Regions from separate parts of the Zea mays genome. Here region 2 is linked to region 1. A link is a contact called in public Hi-C data. All regions are on one chromosome and are shown on one strand. Each heading gives the region's core, a stretch centred on a gene start, on an enhancer-like site or on the middle of the called end of the contact. The rest is flanking DNA. Distances are from core to core; before and after follow the strand shown.

Evidence for each region. A called contact is a pair of places that touch in the nucleus more often than the background predicts.
Region 2: a contact with region 1 is called in a Hi-C map of leaf, with 5 times the contacts expected there. The contact joins the promoter of LOC100285928 here to the promoter of LOC100280808 in region 1. A contact is called at or near these places in 7 of 25 Hi-C or Micro-C datasets (bundle sheath, ear, endosperm and 3 more).

The regions. Positions count from the first base shown.
Region 1 is chr7:161,255,339-161,263,129 of Zm-B73-REFERENCE-NAM-5.0, reverse strand. It overlaps LOC100280808 (peptidase S16, lon), which reads left to right and starts at 4,725. Exons shown (of 1, transcript NM_001153728.1): 1 at 4,725-5,920. The coding sequence starts at 4,789. The coding sequence ends at 5,649.
Region 2 is chr7:161,388,222-161,396,012 of Zm-B73-REFERENCE-NAM-5.0, reverse strand. LOC100285928 (glucan endo-1,3-beta-glucosidase 3) reads right to left here and starts at 3,397. Exons shown (of 11, transcript NM_001413829.1): 1 at 3,227-3,397; 2 at 2,440-2,586; 3 at 1,910-2,015; 4 at 1,270-1,422; 5 at 1,017-1,170; 6 at 888-929; 7 at 733-804.

The DNA.
Region 1 (7,791 bases), core at 3,476-5,975:
AGAGACTCTACTAAAAACACATTAGAGATAGAGTGCTCATTTGAGATTGCAATTTTACCTAACCCTTTTACCTTGCCTTGATTCCCATCACCGAATATAATTGAATCTTGGGAATCCTTATTCTTGACGTAGGAGGTGAACATCTTCTTCTCCCCCGTCATATGGTTTGTGCATCCGCTGTCGATAATCCAGCTTGAACCCCCGGATGCATAAACCTGCAAGGCAAATTTAGGCTTGGGTCTTAGGTACCCAACTTATGTTGGGTCCTACAAGGTTAGTGCAAATCTCCTTAGGGACCCAAATGCAAGTTTTGTCTCCCTTGCATTTTGCCCCTAACTTCCTAGCAACTATTTTCCTATCCTTTCTACAAATAGCAAAGGAAGTATTCAAAGCATGATATATTGTAGAAGGTTCATTAACTCTCCTAGGAACATTAACAACATTTCTCCTAGGCATATTGTGAACAGTATTTCTCCTACCAACATTTCTATTATGCACATAGAAAGAACTAGAAGCAAATATGTCATGAGAATCGAAATCATCATAAGCATTGTAACTTCTATTAGCATTTCTAGTTTGTCTCTTATCATGATATATAAACGCATGGTTCTTTTGCACACTACGAGCCATAGGGGCCTTCCCTTTCTCCTTGGCGGGAATGGGAGCCTTATGGCTTGTTAAGTTCTTGGCTTCTCTCTTGAAGCCAAGTCCATCCTTAATTGAGGGGTGTCTACCAATCGTGTAGGCATCCCTTGCAAATTTTAGCTTATCAAAATCACTTTTGCTAGTGTCAAGTTGGGCATTAAGACTAGCTACCTCTTCATTTAATTTAGAAATGCAAGCTAGGTGTTCACTATAAGCATCAATGTTAATATCTTTACACCTAGTGCACGTTACAACATTTTCTACACAAGAGATAGATTTACTAGCAATCTCTAACTTAGCATTCAAATCATCATTAATGCTCCTTAATTTAGAAATTGTCTCATGGCAAGAAGATAATTCACAAGAAAGCATTTCATTTCTTTTAACTTCTAGAGCATGAGATCTTTGTGCTTCTACAAATTTATCATGTTCTTCATACAATAAATCCTCTTGTTTCTCTAAGAGTCTATCCTTCTCATTCAAGGCATCAATCAATTCATTGATTTTATCAATTTTATTTCTATCCAATCCCTTGAACAAGCTAGAGTAATCTATTTCCTCATCGCTAGACTCATCATCACTAGAAGAATCATAAGTATTACTGTCTCGAGTACATACCTTCTTCTCCTTTGCCATGAGGCATGTGTGACGCTCGTTTGGGAAGAGGGATGACTTGTTGAAGGCGGTGGCGGCGAGTCCTTCATTGTCAGAGTCGGAGGAGGAGCAATCCGAGTCCCACTCCTTTCCTAGATGTGCCTCGCCCTTGGCCTTCTTGTAATTTTTCTTCTTTTCCCTCTTGCTCCCGTGTTCCTGGTCACTTTCATTATCGGGACAGTTAGCAATAAAATGACCAATCTTACCGCATTTGAAGCATGAGCGCTTCCCCTTGGCTTTGGTCTTGCTTGGCTGTCCCTTGTGACCCTTAAGCGTCGTCTTGAAGCGCTTGATGATGAGGGCCATCTCCTCATCATTGAGCCCTGCCGCCTCAACTTGCGCCACCTTGCTAGGTAACACCTCCTTGCTCCTTGTTGCCTTGAGAACAATGGGTTGAGGCTCATGAATTGGACCGTTCAACGCGTCGTCCACGTATCTTGCCTCCTTGATCATCATTCGCCCGCTTACGAATTTTCCAAGGATTTCTTCGGGCGACATTTTGGTGTACCTGGGATTCTCACAAATATTATTCACCAAATGAGGATCAAGAATGGTAAAGGACCTTAGTAGTAGTCGGACGACGTCATGGTCCGTCCATCGCGTGCTTCCATAGCTCCTTATTTTGTTGATAAGGGTCTTGAGCCGGTTGTATGTTTGGGTTGGCTCCTCGCCCCTTATCATCGCAAATCTTCCAAGCTCGCCCTCCACCAACTCCATTTTAGTGAGCATGGTGATGTCGTTCCCTTCGTGAGAGATCTTGAGGGTGTCCCATATCTGCTTGGCATTGTCCAAGCCGCTCACTTTATTGTACTCTTCCCTGCACAAAGATGCTAATAGAACAGTAGTAGCTTGTGCATTTCTATGGATTTGTTCATTTATAAGCATAGGGCTATCCGAGCTATCAAATTTCATTCCATTCTCTACAATCTCCCATATGCTTGGATGGAGAGAGAATAAGTGACTACGCATTTTGTGACTCCAAAATCCGTAGTCCTCCCCATCGAAGTGTGGAGGTTTGCCAAGAGGAATGGAAAGCAAATGTGAATTCGAACTATGTGGAATACGAGAATAATCAAATGAAAAGTTCGAATTGACCGTCTTCCTGTAGTCGTTGTCGTCGTCCTTTTGGGAAGAAGTAGATTCATCGCTATCGTCGTAGTAGACGATCTCCTTGATGCGCCTTGTCTTCTTCTTCTTCCCATCTTTGCGCTTGTGGCCCGAGCCCGAGTCAGTAGGCTTGTCATCCTTCAGCTCGTTGACGAAGGACTCCTTCTCCTTGTCGTTGATCACGATTCCCTTCCCCTTAGGATCCATCTCTTCGGGCGATTAGTCCCTTCTTGAAGAGAACGGCTCTGATACCAATTGAGAGCACCTAGAGGGGAGGTGAATAGGTGATCCTGTGAAACTTAAACTTATATCCACAAAAACTTGTTAAGTGTTAGCACAATAATCGCCAAGTGGCTAGAGAGGAGTCTTAACAAAACACAATACCACAAGAGATCAAACACAGAGATGACACAGTGGTTTATCCCGTGGTTCGGCCAAGACCAACGCTTGCCTACTCCACGTTGTGGCGTCCCAACGGACGAGAGTTGCACTCAACTCCTCTCAAGTGATCCAATGATCAACTTGAATACCACAGTGTTCTTCTTTACTTTGATCTTTTCCCGTTTGCGAGGAATCTCCACAACTTGGAGTCTCTCGCCCTTACAATTGAATTTCACAAAGAAGTACGGAGTAAGGGAGGGAAGCAACACACACAAATCCACAGCGAAATGCGCACACACACGGCCAAGAATCGAGCTCAAAAGACTATCTCAAAGTTCTCACTAGAACGGAGCTCGAATCACTGAAAATGACAAACGAATGCGCAAAGACTGAGTGTGGATGATCAAGAATGCTCTGAGGTTGCTTGGTGTTCTCCTCCATGCGCCTAGGGGTCCCTTTTATAGCCCCAAGGCAGCTAGGAGCCGTTGAGAACAAATCTGGAAGGCCATCCTTGCCTTCTGTCGTCGGGTGCACCGGACAGTCCGGTGCACACCGGACAGTGTCCGGTGCCCGATTTCCTTCCTTAAATAGCGAAGCCGACCGTTGCAGATGCGGGAGCCGTTGGCGCACCGGACATGTCCGGTGCACACCGGACAGTCCGGTGCCCCCTTCTAGCCGTTGGCTTGGCCACGTGTCCCGCGCAGATCGCGCGGCCGACCGTTGGCCCGGCCGACCGTTGGCTCACCGGACAGTCCGGTGCACACCGGACAGTCCGGTGAATTTTAGCCGTACGCCGTCGGCAAATTCCCGAGAGCGGCCACTTCGCTCGAGGCAGCCTGGCGCACCGGACACTGTCCGGTGCACCACCGGACAGTCCGGTGCCCAGACCGAAACAGCCTCTTGGCTGTACACAGCCAACTCTTCTCTTTTCTTCTTCTTTCTGTTTCTGATACTTAGACAAGTATATTAGTACACAAAACCAATGTACTAAGACTTAGAAACATACCTTTGCTCTTGATTTGCACTTTGTTCATCCATGGGCATAGATTCACATTTAAGCACTTGTGTTGGCACTCAATCACTAAAATACTTTAGAAATGGCCCAAGGGCACATTTCCCTTTCACTTACCATGTTTGGTTTTAGGGACTAAAAGCATTTAGAACACATTAAATGAATCGTAAGAAGATCAAAATACAACTTAGCGTTATCCCGCCATTAGTGTAACTAAAATAAAAAAGGGACAAAAGTAGAATTAATATTATTTAGTCCCTCTTAGTTACCACTCGAGGGATTAGATATTAAAATGCTTTAGTCATGTTTTAGTCTCATCGTTTGTTAGTTTAGAGACTAAATAAGACTAAAATATAGGGACTAATCTTTACTTCCTCAAACCAAATAGGGCCTTAGCAATTTAGAGACTAAAAATTAGTCCCTAGAAAATAGAAACCAAACACCTTCTAAATTTTTAATTTTATGTTTCGCTTACTCAATTTATTAGCTTTATTTTTTTATTACTTAGATTTTTTTCTTTGTCCTCCGTCAATGTTTAGAGTCAGCTGCAGGCGTCTTGTTTAGTTTCCTATAAACGTCATAATTTATCTAAGCTTTATCGTTTGAATTGAAAATTTTTAACAGAAAAATTAGGGTAAGTTGTGACGTTTTATACAGAGAACCAAACAGACCATCAGGCCAGCCCAACACAACCTGCTCATAAACCAGAGGTTCGAAGTTAGCCCAAATGCCGTGCTGTCCACCTCCTGCCACGGCCAATTTCGCCACGGAAGGAAGCCCTGCCACGCACATCCCAACGCGCATGCAACAGGTGGATGTGGATAAACCCCACGTAAACCGTCTGGCCTTGCGGGCCCCACGTATTCAGAGTGTTTCTGCTGGCCCTGGTTGCCTGGTTGGCAAAGAAAAGCACCCCGAAAGCCACACAAACAATTTGTTCCCCCTGCCTAGGCCGCCGCCGGGGAAGCGGGGAAAAAGATCCCGTCCCAATGGCTCTCCTCCCCCAAATCCTCCACTCTCCTCACCCCGCGCTCGCCGCCGCCGCCTCCTCCTCTCGCGCATTCTGCCGAGCACCACGCCACCTCCATGTCTCAGCGTCCCGGGGCCGGGGCCGCGGCCGCCTCGCCACGGCGGCGGGGGCGTCCGGGCCCGGACCATCATCGCCGGAGCCATCTCCCCCTGAGTCCGACGACGGGCTGGTGGAGCTCCCGCTGTTCCCTCTCCCGCTCGTGCTCTTCCCGGACGCCACGCACGCGCTGCACATCTTCGAGTATCGCTACCGCATCATGATGCACACGGTGCTGCAGACCGACCTCCGCTTCGGGATCGTCTTCGTCGGCAACTCGGGGTCCGCCGCGGAGGTGGGCTGCGTCGGGGAGGTCGTCAAACACGAGCGCCTCGCCGACGACCGGTTCTTCCTCATCTGCAAGGGCCAGCAGCGGTTCCGCGTCGCCCGCATCGTGCGCACCAAGCCCTACCTCGTCGCCGCCGTGCAGTGGCTCGAGGACCGCCCGCCCGCAGAGCCCCCGGCGCCCGGGGAGGACGCCGAGGCGCTCGCTGCCGACGTCGAGGCCCTAATGCGGGACGTCATACGCATCGCCAACCGCCTCAACGGCAAGCCTGAGAAGGAGGTCGGGGACCTGCGCAGGGGCCTGTTCCCCACCCCCTTCTCCTTCTACGTCGGCAACACCTTCGAGGGCGCGCCCCGCGAGCAGCAGGCGCTCCTCGAGCTCGAGGACACCGCCGCCAGGCTGCGCAGGGAGCGGGACACCCTGCGCAACACGCTTAACTACCTCACCGCCGCCTCCGCCGTCAAGGACGCATTCCCTTCCTCGCCGTCTTCGGGGTGAAGTGAGGTGAGGTGAGGTCGTCACTCGTCAGCTAGGAATGGATGAGGATAAGGAGTTTGTGGTCGTGGGTATAGGACTGAACTTTGTTATCACTCTTTCAAGCCCTTTTTCTTTCTTCTTTCTCTTATTATTATATATTCTATGGCTAGGTTCTATCTGCATGGGGTTAGCATCTTAGCGTGTAAAATTGTATAATTTGGTGTGTGTTAACTCAAGAAAAATTGGAGCTGTGATATATAAGTCCTTGAAAAGGACGGGAATTTTGCTCTCAGAGAGTGACTTATGCTTCTACCCTTAAATTGGACCGAATTGAAGCTAACTCGTTGGTCAACTGTTGACTCTCGATTTAAACAATTTCAAGTGCCTCTAGAATGTTCTAGTGGGATAGTTTGGATGTGAACTGAAGTAGTGATAGTTGCTACTGACCTGCCTTCATAATTCTTGCAAATGGTCTGGGATAGTTTGGTGATGCTGTTCATAATCATGTGCCTTCATATTGAGGAAGCATGCAACCCGATACGAAAGCATTCTGAAGTTTTGAAAGCTTGCTTTCTGTCTGAACCTTTGTTTTCAACCTTTTTCAGATGCATGTTAGAACAGTTTGTGTTTCCCCTAACATTATCAAAGCAATGTTATGCTTCTTGATGTTATGACTTGACATCAATCTATCCACCCATCTACTGTTTGATAGGCATAGATCAGAGCAGCTGCGAAAAAAAAACATAAATACTTGTAAGGGAGTATGTTTTCTGCATTTCAGGTTTTCAGTGTTTGTCTCGAATTTACCAAGGATAGAGAAACTTCAGCTTTGCACCGATTCCCTATCAAATAGGCAGACGTGTAAGTGGAATGGTTATAAAACAAGACAGGTCGCATCATTACATGAGGCCCAAATGACAAATCACAGAGCTAGTTTGTCGTGCACATCGATCATCGCCATGGTTGAGTTAGTTTGCCACCATTGGTTTCCTTGCAAATCCGACATTCGACATCAATAATCGATTCTAACCTCCACCCCGCCCATTCCCTCCCCTAGTGACACCTCAAAATTGACAAGGTTTCATAGAATGCTGAAAATCAGTCTTTGTATCAAATCGTAAATTATAAGACATTTTATTTTTTCTAAATTAAAAGTCTCTGACACCAGCCGACTTATTATGCAAAATTACATTGGCAGCAGACCAGCAGTACAATATAACAAAAACACAACTTTAATTGAGGACAAATCTAAAATAGATTAATTATATAGTTCCCCGGACAAAATCTAAAATAGATTAATTATATGGTCTAAGCCATTTTTTGAATCCGCTCGGTTTGATATCGATTAATCGACCGATATGACTGATTAATCGGTTCTAGAACCGATAAACTGATAGCAGATGTGGTCAAATCAGACCTCTTGTTTTGGTAATAAAAGCACATTTAGATTACAATAATTGAATAAAAAATGATCCAAATGTTATCATAAGTTCAAATAGAAACATTTGGCTAGGGATCAAAATGGATACTTATTCAGATAACAACTTTTTGGTATTTTTCTTTGATTATGAATAAATAAGATATAAAATTTACTATATAAATTCATATTCTTGTTTTTAACATTGAGCTTGTAAAGTTTCATAAAAGATAAACCTTAAATTTATTATATATTTTCTCAAATGATAGATATAAGATCTGAATGCGATTGTAGATAATTTTTCACCTTTTTCTGTTGTAGTGAGCAAACAATGTATAAAATAATTTATACAAAGTTTTATTCTTATCTGTAATTAGGAATGAAAACGGGTTCGGAATTTTTCGGTATTCCGGAAACCGATTTCGAAAATTTTCGATCGGATTCACCGGTAACGGTATTTTTCGAAAACAGAATCGGTTTTCGGAATTTTCTATCGGAATCGGTATCGGAATCGGCGTGGTGTTTTACCGACCGTTTCCTTCGATTACCGGTTTTTGTCGGAAATTACCGGATTTGTGTCTCGGAATTTTCCGGAATTGTGTCTCGGAATTTTCCGGAATTGTGTCTCGGAATTTTTCGGAATTTTCCAGCATGTGATTTTTTGCATCGCTTGTACGTCTCTAGATAAGGATTACTTATTTTTATATTTTTTGGACGCCTTAAGATTTTTTTGGGATAGATGGTGT
Region 2 (7,791 bases), core at 2,148-4,647, 130 kb before region 1:
TCACTCCGCTGCTATTCGGTGGGGACACAGGGTGGGGGAGAAAGCAGTGTGCCAGAGAGTCAGCAACCTGGACAATGGGCACTGAAATATGCACAAGTCATGTCAATGGTGGACCCCCCCCTTTCTGGCCACCTTGCTAAACCCTTGTTTTTCCCCAGACAGTTTTAGTGCTGTAATAACGATCCAAAAATGTTTTAGGCAATATTCGCGCCCGTTGAGCTTAAACTACATTTTTCACAAGAATTTCATTGAAGAAGAAACTAGGGTGAACAAATATAGATATAATTTTTTTTGCTAAAACATCTTGACTCCTAGTTGAGTTTTGGTGATTAATGTCCTCTTTGGAAGCAACCAGTTTTTTTCTATCTCCAGTTTTTAGAAACTGATTTATAAAAAAATGGTTAATGGTGTTTGGACCACCTTAATTTTTATAAAGTGATTTTAGCTAGAGGAGACTACCTTCTTGGTTTTTAAGAAACTAAAAATTCAGTTTCTGTAAATTGAGACATAAACTGATGTGTTTAGAACCACTTCAATTTCATAAATCAGTTTTTAAAAAACTGAGTGCTTCCAGGGTCTAGTTTTAACCCGAGATTTTTAAACTCGAACTGACATTACAAATGTTCGTGAAAACCAGACATACACGCACCACAGAAACATGGCAAAATGTGCATTATACAAATCAGGGCAGCTATTGATTACTGAATGAACCACACAACAATAATGGCTTACATTGAGAAAATGCTTGATAGAATCATTCACCTGTCCACATGCAAATGTTCTGAAGGTACCCCCATGGTATCCCTGTTCAGGAACATACCAAACTAATTACAAATGGGAAACATCATCCAATTTGACTGTGGCACATTTTAGGAGAGGTTTCTTACATTCTGGAACACATTTACATCAATATTTATAATATCCCCATTCTGCAGCAGAAAAAACTTGGTTAGCCCATGGTACTTAGCTACTACAGTGAATAGAGATGCGAGGAGGCAAATTTCATTATCCATAACCTGCATCTGAGGAGCTGAATCAGGTATCCCTTGACAGACTCATTTACTGATGTACATATAGAAATCCACGATATCCAAGTGGAGAAGGATAGGTAGCAGCCTCAATGATCATATCATGAACTGCTGCGTCAATTTCATTTGAAGTAATGGATGGCTAGAATGAGATTGAAACAAATACTGCGTTATTAAATTATAGGAAGCTAATAATTGAGTTAGAAAAACAATCCAGTCATCTGCAAATGAATATGCTTACCTTAACTGAAGTCCCAGCAAAGTCAAGAACATGGGCAACAAGTTTGCAAGCAGCTCTCGTTCCAGTAATCCATTAAGCCCTTGCATAGTTCTGGCAATCCTTTTGAACTAACATAAGATGGTCGGCCTTTCCACGCCTCAAAGGTGGCCTTTTCTTTGATACCAAATGTGGAAGTGTATTGATATGTTAGCAGAATCATTAAATGTGACCCGTGATGAAAGTTGGTCATGGTGTATTAGGTTTTTTTTTTGCGGAGAATTTGGTGTATTAGTTTAATGTAGATAACCCACAAACTACAAGATTATCATAAGAAGACGCGTACGAACTGATAGACAGTCAAATATTACGAAATCCAGAATCCAGCATTGGAGGTTCCCATGAGTTGGGTCTGGGGAAGGCATAAAACGAGGCAAACGTTCCCCCACAAATACAACCCGCAACCTGGTGACTCAGATAGACCGCCCCTTCAGTGCAAAACAATACAACAACAACATAACCTTTTTGTCCCAAATAAGTTAGGGTAAGCTAGAGATTAAACACACAAGAAACAAGAATAGAAGGAAAAAACACCAAAAGAGTAAAAGACAATACAGTAGAGTTAAGGGTAAATAGAAAAAGAGACAAAGATCATGGTTCATACATGTTAATTGCTAGTCTCCGAGCGCACCTATCCTTAGCTAACATCTTGAAGATATTCCACTCATATCTCTTAGGTACCTCGTCCCAAGTCATTCCTTGGAGATATTCTGCTTCTTCAGTGTAAAACAATAATTGAAACAAATAATGAGCACCACTTGAGCAATAAAAAATAGGAACACGAATAAATCAATTTAAAAAACTATAAATAGATTACCAACGGATAAATAACAATTCTAGAAAATGGTTCTGATTTCATATTTTAAAAACGAAGTAAATTAGTTATGAATTTTTAGAGACTGAACTAGTTTTTTTTATATTTTCTTAAGTAGAAAACTACCTTGGAAACCACTTTACACTGGTTCAGGTAGTGTTCCATCCAGTTTTGACAGTTGTAGAATGTCAGGTACTGTTTTTCATATTTCAGCGTTAAAAATTGGATCGACGTGCGAGATTGATATTGAAAAAAGAACTCTACCATAGAAAAAAGTGGGTTTAAACCAGCATAGAGTGCCAGAAAATATACTTTCTTACCTCCATAAGCTCATCTTCCACCCATGTGAGCCTGCTTGACACAGTAAAGCATCGTTTTGGCACTACGAATTTGCCGGCAACAAGCCAACAATGCAAACTGGGAGGATTAGTTAGGCCTAGTTATAGCAAAACGACCTTAGTTGTAACCTGCACACAAAAAAAATGCCTTCGCGGACAATGACATTAGGAACTCCAACTTCACAACTATCTAGAGCAGTACACTCCATCCAAAGCCACCCGATGGGTCCATAGTTGCACCTTGAAACAGCAAGGAGAAAGCAAACTAGATATGTGCAGAAACAGATATGGAGATGACTAGATGAGTCATGAGTGTATTGTTTACTAGAAGTGTCTGATAACCATGCAGAGTGTTAAGGACAGGTGGCAATAAAATCATTTAAACAGCACGATGTCACGTGAGTCGGCATAAAATTAATTTTCAATCTGAGTCCTAAAACATATAAGGGAGGCATGTAACCAACCCAAGCAAGTAAAAAAATAGGTTCACTCAAAACTCAACTATTACTGGCACAAAAGGCAAGTATGTCTGTATGTGGAACTGACATAAATTGGATAGAAGTACAGTGCAACAATTAAATTTACCACTTTACCAGTAAGCATGCGCCGCGAAATGTGCCGCGGTTCTCTGAAGCCTAGCACATGATCTCGTATCAATGTCCACCCGGTGGGAAGAACACTGACACGAGAGCAGGCAGCGAAGCTATTTTTTTACGAATTGGCACGCAGATGCAGAGAACATGGGCAGAGCGATCGTGCCTATCCGTACCGGAGCCGACGGGACGGAGAGGGGCAGCGACAGTGAGTGGCCGGAGCCTTCCGTCCTAGAAGGCCCGGCCTAGAAGGTCGCGGAAGGGCGTGCTCCCAGTCCAGCGCCGAGCCCGGCCATGGGGAAGAGATACAGGTGTGGAGGACGAACGGGGAACGGAGGTGCCTTGGAGGTTTTGTCGAGAAGATAAAAAACAAAGCGAAGAGAAGGGAAAAGGAAGCCCACAAGCGACCCGTCCTCAGCCTTCAACCTTCGATCTCCAATCTCAAAGCACTCTGGTGGTTGACTTGACTTTTTACCAACAGCCAGCATCGCGGCGGCAATATTCTCGGTTCCATTGATGGGCCTAATGGGCTGGAGTGTCCTCATTGGACTGACACGGAAAATTGTGCATCAGTGCATCACTAATGTATAAACTATAAATCAACAAAATAAATACATATGTGTTTTATTAGTTAGGTGGGTGTGAATATTAGTTTAGAGCCACCAACCATAGTTCGAATATTTATTTGTATATAGTTTTAGCTTTTTCCAATTAAATGTTTAAATGTGGATCTGTCTGACTGCAGGTTGATTACAAGAAAATATAATTAGTTCTTTGTAAAAGTGACAACGGTAGAACCGCAGAACCAAGAAAACTGGTGTTTTAATATAGTAGAGGTAGAGGTAGAGATAGAGATTTCCATGGTCACTCTTTTCCTTTCCGTTTTATGCAAAAATAAGGTAAAATTGTCCACAAATGGGGTTCAAACTTTAGTTGTTGGCTCCACATTCTCACCCACCTAACCAACATGACACATATTTTTGTGTTTTATTAAATCAAAGTCTATCCATATGATACATATAGAATCTGTAGCAATACACGTGCATCGGATTAGTATTGTGTGCTTGTGTATACGTCAAATCTCACTGATGTATTAGGTCATTTTCAATGAAAGTTTCATGAGAGATTTTATGACATTAATTAGTATGCCATATAGGATTTTTGATGGCATGACACTATATTTATTATGAAATAGTTGAAACTAGTTTCATCACTAGAAAACTATGTCAACCTGTTAAGGTATTAGAAAACGTGTGGAACCATCATCAAGGGCAATTTATTTTATCTCCATCTATTTTATCTATTCCTATTGGTTATTTAGATACAACATTTAAGTCACATGCTAGCCCATGAAATTGTAACATGAAACTCCTTATTGAAAGAGCATATTTCATTCTTCATTTTAACTTACTTTTATTAACATGGCAATATTGGAAATAGTGTGATGAAACTACCACTGAGAATAGCGTTATGGAGTCAGGACAACATCATCTTTGCATAATAATGGGATTGATTCTGAGTATTTTAGGACCATTAACGATCATAACTTTGTCTGTAATTGCACCATCAAGTATGCTCCCAAGAGGCACATCAACAGGTGGGGGCTCAACACACCGGTTTAAGCTTCCTATATATGCAATTAGTAGCATATGCATATAGATATGTTTTTGAAAATAGTCCTTGTCATGTCTTACCATTCGTCTAGTCGTATGAACCTATACATTGCCTCCAACAGTATGCTCTTCACCCTTGTTCATAGAATTTTTTCTTCTTCATTGACTTCTCTTATAATTCTTTAGAAGCCCATAGATGACAAAAGGGACCAATAAACATCTAAACGGCCTTTCCAAACCACGAGAGTTGAACCTACATATATGTTAATATATCAAAATAATAGTAATATATCAAGCATCTCGTCTATCATATCAATGCTTGCGCTATTATTTCCTTCCTCTTCTGCAATAAATGTGATGTATTTCTCGCTGTAAAATACACATGTTTCATAATCCGCAATGAAACTATTTTGATACAGGTGTTTACTCATTGTGACCTTATCAAATAACATCGAGTTTTAACATTTGTTGCATGGATACCAGATCTTATCATTATTCAACAAAGGCACCATTAGAAAAATCCTTAGTCTTAGTGATCCATTCAGCTAAGTGAGCTTGAGTTTTATTCCAACCATATACATCCATCGATGATCATCATCCATATTTAATTTTGTAGAATAAAGCAAGGTGCACAATAATGAGTCTGAGTTTTATTCCAACCATATACATCCATCGATGATCATCATCCATATTTAATTCTGTAGAATAAAGCAAGGTGCACAATAATGAGCGTTTTATGTTGCCTATACATAAGGATATGTCCTAAACTCATCCAAGAGTGACCAACACAACGCAGATTTATGATGAGTCCATAGCGTTTGAACGAAATTTCGGTGACATAACGTGTTGTTCTCCACCTGCACAACTGAATATGGTGTCGTGTAAAACAACCTAGGTCATATCGTCAAAATTTTGTTTGAACCACATAGTTTTTCATAAATGTCAATGCTATATTAGTCATTCGGATGATGTCTACAACTTAAGACCGTCAAATCTCACATGTGTGACACACGTGACAAGTGTCGATCCAAAATTGGTGAATTATGTGTTTTGTTACTCTACTCACATAATACTAAAAGAAAAATCTACTGATGTAACATTAGAACAATTAAATAATCATTTGTAGGGTTGAATCGTACATGTTTATCATTCTTAGGCACGGGCAGACGTGGACGGCGCCACAAGTGGGCTAGGTGTGTGCCATGTGCGGGTGGGGTGACCGGGGCTGGCAGGTGCGCAGGACATGGCGACGCAGGCACAACGGTATACATAGGCGAGGTTGGGCGATTGAGGCCGACGAGCATGCATAGGGCCGGGCGAGTGTGGTGCCATGGGCGTGCAATGCAGGTCGAGCAGGCGACGACGGAGAGAGCGAGGGAGCATATGGTAGCCTTTATAAAGTCCATTTTGTCTAAATCTTAAAAATAAGTCTTTTATTTTCAACAACTACGTATAGTCATCGAAAATAATAAATTTATTTTTTATGATATGATACCGGTCGTCGAAAATAAACTGATTTTCGATGGCTTGTAAATGAGCCGCCAAAAAATAACTCAAGCCGCACAAAGTTCCTCCATTTCGTGTAGTGCCTCCACACTGTCCAAACGACAGCGCAGAAAAAAAATTCGAGAATCCAATCCTGCGGTGTATAGTGTCTACAATCATGTATTGGATGAATGGTTTGCATCAACCTAAAGTAACAAACACGACCACCCAATACAGGACCAATCATAGCAAATGTCATGCAAACAACATAGGCAAGGCCGACATGTACCTACCTTCATGATTAGTATCCGCGTGATCGATTGATTGGTTGGCTACGCCTAGGCTCGCGGCGTCACGTTGACCGTAATGCGGGCGTGTTTGGCTGGCTGCAGTTAATGGCGGCAACCTACATCCACGCGTGCACGTAGGTTTTTTTACTCGCTCGTCTGTATTCGCGGAAACACAGCTTCCCGCAATCCCAGTGGCTATAGTTGTACATGAAGCATGAGCCCGTTGACCCGGCTCGAGGCCCTTTTTTGGCCCGGTCCACGCCCGGCCCGACACGGGAGTGATGGGTCTGGGCTAGCACGGTCCAGTGGAGCAGGTCATGCTTAGGTCGAAAGCCAGGCACGTGGGCCGGGACGACATGTCCTGCTCCCACCATGACCGCCCGTAGAGGCCTGTCGATCTCCCACCCCTCATCCCCTCGCCCCCTCGCCCTCAGTCGTCGATCTCCAGTCTTCCACTCGGTCACTCGCACTCGACCCGACCTAAACCCTCTCTCCCCGACTCAACGATTCCCATCTCGGCTCCTCCGCCGCGGCACCGGCCCGATATGGCGACCTCAGCGCCCTTGGTTCCCGTCCCCGACGCCGGTGACCTCGATCCAGCACCAGCTCCTCTCTCCCCTCTCCCCTCTTCTATCCCCTCTCTCTCGGTGAACTATATGAGTTCGTGTTGTCGTCTAGTCCTCCCCTCCCCGCTCGCCGTCGTCTCTAATCGGTGTCTGCCTGTCGTCTAGGTGGCCCCCGTATTCTCTGGCATCGGGCTCCAGTAGCATAGGTAAACCCTAACCCTAACCTTATATCTCACTTGCGTCATTTGTAAACCCTAACCCTGGATTGTTTTGCTCTTTTGCGTAGGTCAGTTGATGATGCCTCGTCTTCCTCCTCTAGGGTAGATCGGGCACGACGACTACGTGTACCGTTAAGGAACGGTGTTGGAGACCGGTCATCCGCGGTGAAGGTCGCCATGGCGGATGATGATGATGTCTATCCGCTCACCGGGAACGACGACCTTCGCGTGGCAGGGCTTGTCCCAGATGACGAAGACGACATCCAGGCAGATGCTGCTGCCTTGCTTGGTACCGATCTAACCTCTGCTCCTGACGATATAAGCTCTGCTCCGGGCGATGGTGGGGGAGGGCCTGTGACAGCCACCGACACTTCGGCCGGCTCCACCAGCACCGATGGTGGTACTGGTACCTCATTGGTTGATGAAAGTCGCCTAGAGGGGGGTGAATAGGGCGAATATGAAATTTACAAACTTAAGCACAACTACAAGTCGGGTTAGCGTTATAAATATAAACGAGTCCGAGAGAGAGGGTGCAAAACAAATCGTGTGCAAATAAAGAGCGAGACACG